Linked DNA regions of Rattus norvegicus: region 1 is linked to region 2. The links are chromatin contacts, called in public Hi-C maps. All regions are on one chromosome and are shown on one strand. The core of a region is the stretch at or near the end of the contact, and the rest is flanking DNA. Distances in the headings are between cores, read along the strand shown.

The links. Hi-C and Micro-C count contacts between places; a contact is called where the count stands out from the background.
Region 1: a Hi-C map of frontal cortex shows a contact between it and region 2, with 1.7 times the contacts expected there. The contact joins two enhancer-like sites. A contact is called at or near these places in 5 of 12 Hi-C or Micro-C datasets (the A7r5 cell line, frontal cortex, kidney and 2 more).

What each region holds. Positions count from the first base shown.
Region 1 is chr9:19,194,161-19,197,861 of GRCr8, reverse strand. No RefSeq gene overlaps it. Among named protein-coding and RNA genes, the nearest start is that of Mocs1, 130 kb to the right of the region's middle. Within about 2 kb of position 1,316, at least 30 of the 93 cell types and tissues checked have an H3K27ac peak or open chromatin away from gene starts, as enhancers often do.
Region 2 is chr9:19,105,161-19,108,833 of GRCr8, reverse strand. No RefSeq gene overlaps it. Among named protein-coding and RNA genes, the nearest start is that of Mocs1, 42 kb to the right of the region's middle. Within about 2 kb of position 2,188, at least 30 of the 93 cell types and tissues checked have an H3K27ac peak or open chromatin away from gene starts, as enhancers often do.

The DNA.
Region 1 (3,701 bases), core at 67-2,566, 90 kb before region 2:
AGGAGTCAGCCTGACATTTCCATAGGGCGTATGCCGCCCGTACTTCAGAACTCATCCGATAAACAGAGAAAGATTGAGGTTTCAGTTAAAATACAAATCCAGATTTTTTTTTTTATTGAAAGACTGAATACTAATGGCTCAGGAAATACGGGAATCTATTTTTCTCTCATCCAGCATTCTCAATGGGTATAGCAGGTGGCTCCATGGCTACCCAGGCTCCTTTTATCTCTGTGCTCTGCCAGCCTCCACATGGCCCAAATTGTGCTTCTAAATCTTATCATGTTTAAGGATGAAGATGAACTATCACAAGGTACAAAGGAGCTGTGGAGGGAGATTCCTAGAAAAGGTGAAGTGGGCGGGTTTGTTTCGTCTTCGGGCTGTGACAGATGATGTTTGGTCCCGAGAGGAAGCTGGGAGGGGAGGAGAGAAAGATAGGAGATAGAGCAGGAACAAAGGGGAAGCATGGATGCAGAAGGAACAAAGACTAGAGAGGGGCTAGGAGGCTAGGAGGAAGGGTAAAGAGCTGAGAGGGGGAAAGAGGAAGAGGAGGAGGAGAATAAGGAGGAGGAGGGGGAGGAGGTGGAGGAGGGGGAAGAGGAGGAGGGAGGAGGAGGGGGAGAAGGGGAAGAAGGAGGGGAAGGAGGGGGAGGAGGGGGAGGAGGGGGAGGAGGAGGAGGGGGAGGAGGAGGGAGGAGGGGGAGGAGGAGGAGGAGGGGGAGGAGGAGGAAGAGGAGAACGGAGAGAGAGGGCGGAGAGGGAGGAAGGGGGAGGGGGCGGAGCCCCTCCCTAGGGTGGGGAGAAATGGCCCTGTCAGTAACCCTGTTGGGTGTCATTGGCTAGGAGCAGCCTGGAGAGGCAAGTAGCCAGGGTGAACCTCAGGCTTTCACAGGCAGATTCCAGAGGTCAAAGAACAGTCAGAAGAGCTGCCAGACTGTCACCATCCCCAGTTAGGTGTGTGCTCCTGGGCGCATGAGGCAGTACCGGTTTCAAACGTTTATGCTTAACATTTACCTGAGAAACTGGGGGACAAGATCAGACAGGTCTAGAGATGAGACCAAATCAACACAGTTCTAAGGGGGTAAATCCAGGAACAGAAGCCTTGTGTATGGGTGGTAACAGTCATTCTTCCAACCCTCCTGCTAGCTCCAGAAATGTCCGACTCCAAGACCATAGACCTCTCCACAGGTGTCCAATCCTCGTCTTGTTTATTGACCAGTTTTCTGTTCATCTTTGAAAAACCGCTTGGCTCACTGTAGGACGCAGTAAGTCTCTCCTTGGCTCCCTTCTATTGTCACTTCTTGTTTTTCATTGGCTTGCCTCTAAGGAGCCTTTCTTCCCCTTGTCTCACAATCTGGCTCCATCCCTCCTCTCCATGCCTCTCATTGGCTGGCTTCCCTCTCTCCCTCCTCCCCATGCCTCTCATTAGCTGTCTTCCCTCTCTCCCTCCTCTCCATGCCTCTCATTGGCTGGCTTCCCTCTCTCCCTCCTCCCCATGCCTCTCATTAGCTGTCTTCCCTCTCTCCCTCCTCTCCATGCCTCTCATTGGCTGGCTTCCCTCTCTCCCTCCTCCCCATGTCTCTCATTGGCTGGCCTCCCTCTCTCCCTCCTCCCCATGTCTCTCATTGGTGGCTTGCCTCTCTCCCTCTCCAAGTCTTTCACTTGGCTGGCTTCCCTTTCTCTTTTTCTTCCTTCCTCCCCTTCCCTGTCTCTCCCTTTTTTCTATTTACCTTTTTGTAAAACTTCCCTCCTTCCTCCCTCACCCACCCCCCCAGTTCCCTCCCTCCCTCCCTTCCTCTCCCTTGGGGCCTCCCCCTCACTGGCCATGCTCTTCAGACATCTCATTAAAGTAATTGTTGACCTGAATTCTGATTCTAGTGCAGCTATAATTATGCTCCACAGGAAACCCCAGGGGATTCAAAACAGAGTCTTAATCTATTCCACAGGAATCAAAAACAACTCCCAGGGAAGGAGTTTAATCGTCAAGATTAGCTGACGGCTGCTCTGCCATCCTTGGGCGATGTCACCACAGCCCAGCACTGGCCATCTCTCTGCCATCCATACTCAGAGGCATCAATTGGCTTCTCCAACATCAACGAGACTTTAGAGCCTTATGTCTTTTTTTTTAATTAATTAGCTGGATGATAAGGCAGCTAGTGAGCTCTGTGAGACAAGTTCCTCATCTCTTACTGACCTCTGGGCTTGACATATGGTGACGTCTATGCCCTGGACTCCTCGACCGCCCGACCCTGACTGTCCTTAGGGGTTGGAGGTGAGGCAGTTTGGAGTTAATAACACAGACTCTGGAGCAGGTGAGAAACACTGCAGCAAGCTCATCTGAACACTGTTGCAACTCCTTTAATAACCTCCACCCGCACCCTATTGGTCCCAAGGAAGCGTCTATTCTAAACAGCAGTTTCCGATTGGCTGGCATTTGCTGCACCAGCAATCCTTGGTCTCTCAGGCAGTCCTCAGTTAGGTCCTCCTGTAGATGCCTTTGCAGCTTTTCGGCCCTCAGTGTTTACATAGAGGTGGTCCTTCCATTCCTGTTATAATACCCACAAGACCTAGGAATCTCCATTTGTCTCAGACCCCTGGGCAGAGGGCACAGAGGGCAGAAGGCAGTTCTGGTCAGAAGAACACAAATCAGGTCTGTTTGTGTAAGTTACACATCAGAAAATCCCTAGAACCAGAGTGGGTAGGTCAGTGCCCATTCCATAGAGGGTTCTAAGAAACGTTGGGGTGCCGGCTGCCCCGTGAATACAGAACTTTCCCCAGGGCCCACCACCAAGCAGACAGCATAGAGCTCTGGGACAGGTCTCTGCTCCTAGATTCTAAATTCTCTTAAAGTGTCTTGTCCTTCCTCTTTGTGAGAATAGCTCCTGGGGAATCTCTCATAGCCCTGCTTAAACTAGAGCAAGGAGGTTTGCCCAGCGTGCTTGGCAGGACCTGAGAATCTGCATTCATAGAGGTTCTCTGGTACACTTGATGCTCTTCATCAAGGCTTTAACACTGCTCTTCAATGTCTGCCCAACATACCAGCAGCATGGAGATCAGTGGGAAATGCAGATTCCCAGGCCCCACCCTGACCTCCTGGGTCAGAAGCCACAATCAGACAACCTGGACTATAGAAGTTTCTGGTAAGTATAAATAGGGCAGGTAGAGAGGAGCATGCAGACACATGACAAGCACCAACAGCCTCAGACCAATCCATTAATTCCCCTCTTCACATACATCACAGGTACCATAGGCACCCATTTTTCTCCTCTGGTAAGAGCCAGCCTGGGACAGATGGTCCCCAGGAGATACTGTGGGTGGGAAGACTTCACATGCCTGCTGCTTCCCATTCCTGTCCCTTTAAAGATATTCACCTGCCTCACGGCTCCAACTTCATTTACTCATCCATTTCTCCTGAGAGAAGGCCACCACCTGATCCTCCCTCAGCTCTTAGAACTGATGGTAGGACTGATTAGAGAACAACAGGACAGTTTTTGTCTGTCATTACGTAATAGCTGCCATCACTAGGTCAACTCATCATGTATGACACACGAATCACGTATGGCCATGCTTCTCTGCAAATGAGAAGCCATTCCCTCCATCCTAAAGAATACAAATAGATCAATCGGATTCTGCACCAGGGCCACACAAAAGGTCCCCTCGTCTTTGAGAGTCTACTGTTAGTAGGAGTCTATGGGCGGGTTAAA
Region 2 (3,673 bases), core at 939-3,438:
TCAGCCTCTTCAGTGTGCAGCCAGCCACGTTGGACTCCCTGGATCATAGCCTATAGGCCAGTCGAATGAATCCTGTTCCAATACTATCCTTGGGTTCAGGGTGGAAGCCAAGAAAACTTACTTCAGATACAGAAGCTTAAAAATGGAAGCTTTATTTTCTGAGCACTCGGGGAGGTGGCCAGTTCGGGTTCTGAACTGTCCCGGAAGGGAGGTTGTACATGTTTAACGTTTGGGAACACAATGCGAGGGGTGATCTGAGGTGAGCTGCAGTGTCAGCCAATTGTATTTTGATGTTGTGGGCTAAGCAAGGGGGTATCTGTGGGACTGATCTGTCCAGGGCACCTGGCTTCAAGGTCCTTAATTCATGCCCATACATATCAGGTCCAGAGCTCAAGTGACAAGAGATCAAAGGAGTGGGTCAGCTGTGTGTAGCTAATTAGGACATAATAGGAAATTGATTACATAGTATTATAACTTATGCACCTTGGTTTAGATAGCAGCGATTTCTATAGTCTCTACCGTTAACAGACAATTAAGAAAACATCGGGAGAAGTGGGATAGGTGTTCATTCCTAGGCTTGACCCTGCCAACAAGATGGAGAAGTTGTCCTTGAGATGTCTGGATTCAGACAGCTGTCTCCTTACAAGTTGTCCCTGAGATGTCTAGACTCAGACAACTGTTAACAAAAGAAGCTATTCAGCTGTAGGAAAGTCCCCAGCTCCCCCAAGGCCTAGGGCCTTGAATTTAGTTTCTCCCTATGATTAAATGAAGTCAGAAAGTGAAATGGAAGTGGTTGGAATATGTTTCTTTTGCTTGTTCTCAACACTATCTGTTCTATTCCTCTGAGAAGCCAAATACAGCCTCTGAGGGGAGTTAGCAGGAGTCTGACACATGGAGATCAGAGGCCAGTGTGAGCTTAAGCTAAGGCAAGCCAAGGGATGTTACATACAGAGCTAGGTGGGTTTGGGAGGGAGCTCTCAGCCCTCAGCAGGAGCAGGCATCCTAAAGTCCCTTGTTTCACTTTCGGCCTTTAAGACAGGGAGTAAACCTCCATTTCAAGTCACTGAGTTAGTCAGCTGCAGTGGCCATTAGCAAAGCACTGACCACAGTCATCTCTCTCTTGCCCACAGAGCTGACTTGGCGGGGAAGGAGGCTGTAGAAGGTGATCTGTGCTTGAAAACCACAGAAACACAGCCCAAGGCTGTTTGTGAGGAGTGATGGTTGGAAATTCAGAGAAGGGAGATTACAGGAAAACAGAAAGGGAAGCCCAAGCACATGTCCTGATCTGTGTCCCTCTCTCTGCACAGTGGAGGGATACTGAGCTCACTGGATTCTTACCTGGAGCTGTGCAGGGCCCCGGGATTATTCAGCAGGAGCCAAAGAATGAAACATTGTTTCCTCCCTCCCATTTCTTCTCCCCTCTCCTTTTCCCATCCCTCCCCTCTCTGGTTGCCCACTTCTCTCCTCCCATCCCTTCCCTTTTCCCTACCTCCTCCCTTCTCCCTCCTTTCTTTCACCCTTCTCCGGCTCCCCCCCCCCGCCCCGCCCCCGCCGCCCTTTGGTAAACAGTTGCCTGCTGGGATTTTTTTCTTTTAAAACAGGATTTTCTTTTGTAGCCCAGGCTGGCCTCAGACTTGCTACATAACTGGATTGCCTTAAATTTCAGATCCTCCTGCCTCCACCTTCTGAATGCTGGGAATACAGGCATTCATTAACATAGCATTTTAAGTACTGAGGATCAAACCCAGGGCTTCCTGCTTGGTAGGCGTTCTCCCAACTGAACCAAGTCTCCGCTCTGGTTTGGGTCTTAATAGTTCCGTTCAGTGCTAAGTCCTGCTGTGCATGTGGGATTCAGCTAAGAGAAGCAGCCGCTTCAGCTGCTCAGAGTTGATGGGACAGCTCTGTCTGGGGACCCTCACGTCTTAGGACTCGAGAAATGCTCTCAAAATGCTAAATGTATCTAATTTATAACTGAAGAAGTCAGACCTCACAGGTCTATGGAGGATTAAGAATGAATATAGAAGTGTTTTGTAAACTGTAAAACACTAAAGAATGGAGCCAGTGTTTCTCCCAGTTGTCTGTGAGCAGCAATTGGCAGGAAGCGACTTTCCCCCAATCTTAACTCTTTCTCTTCTCTGCCCTGTCCCCACTTCCCTTCATCAATCCTGTTCCCCCCACAGACCTGGCAGCATTTCAGGGAGGAAATTAAAGCCTCCTGAAAGATGTGGCTCTGTGGAAGGGCTAGAACAATGTCCCCAGACACAACAGGCATTGCCCTCCTTAGAAGCCTCCATCCCGCTGCTCTGGCAAATGAAGTTTAAATATTTAACAAGGATGCTGGCACTGCTGAGGAGGCTGAGACTCCCTCACCGATGAGGCCTCAGGGCCCGGAATCCACAGGGTCTGTGACTGAGTCAGAACAGAGATGCCGTCCCTCTCCTTTATGAGCCGGTGACAGCCCATCCATTACATCACCTGGGCTGTGGGCAAGCTTACTGCACGAGTCATAGGGGCTTGTTCCTCACAGCTGGCTGGAGGCTGCGCCAGACCCTGGCTGTGCTCACGCTGATTTGATGGAGGGGCAGGTGCTGCAGCATCTAGGCCAGCTGCTCCTGTGGCTGCTCCCCAGGAAATGGGAGGGATGGTTCTCCCACGGAATAGGCAATGCTTCTGTGGGCCAGGTGGCCTTTCAGTGTCTGTCTTTAGGATGTGTCCCATCTAATCACAGGGTTCCTTGTTCCTCAAAAGAAACAATGTGGATGCTCTTCGTAAATACAGATAAGTGTCACGATGCCCGTTTGTGACTAATTTATAAGTAAGTGCACTGGTAACGACTATCTTAACTACTACAAATATTTTATAAGTAGTTTATAAATTATAAACTTTTAGACAACATAATTCATAATTTATCAATATAGTCTTTATACACTACAAATATGTTAAGGTCCTGTGGACTGAAGTTCCCCCCCACACACACACACCTGTGCTGAAGACTATAGGAGGCTGATTAAATGATTGCAATGATTAAATGATTAAATGATTGCAATTTTTGTGATGGTGGGGACCTAAAATGCTGTAGATTCAGCCACACTAGTTTGGGCTATCTTTAGCCCCTTACCAGATGTCTAATGCCCATTGTTCTGTTTGACACGGTGCCCTTACAACTAGCAGGAAATTGTAATAGTAGTTTAAAAATCTTCAAAGAGAAGACCAGCGCTGAAAGATTTTGCGAAGGCATTCTACTGAGTTTTTAAGGAATAGACCATCCTATTGCACGGAGCCTAGGCAATGAGAAAGGGTATTTCTCAGCTTGTTCTAAACAGTGAACTTTGTGACCAAATCTAGTGAAGCAAAACCACAATGATAAACAGGGGACTCCCCTACACGTGGGTTCCAGACTCTTCAATATCATTAAGTGTTCAAAAAGATACACCATTTTCATCCTGGGTATGCATAAAAAAACCAATTCAATACTAGTAAAATCTATGAATTAATCTGCTATCAAAAACTAATCTGAGGTCAATGGAGCTTGTGTTTGAGCACATCTGAGGCTCCCCAAACTTTGGGTCTCATAGTATCACATAGAAAATAACCCCAAAAGATGAAATGTTGGGCTATAAAGATATCTTTGTCAATGAAGTCACTGCACAGGCATAAGGACCAGGGTTCGACA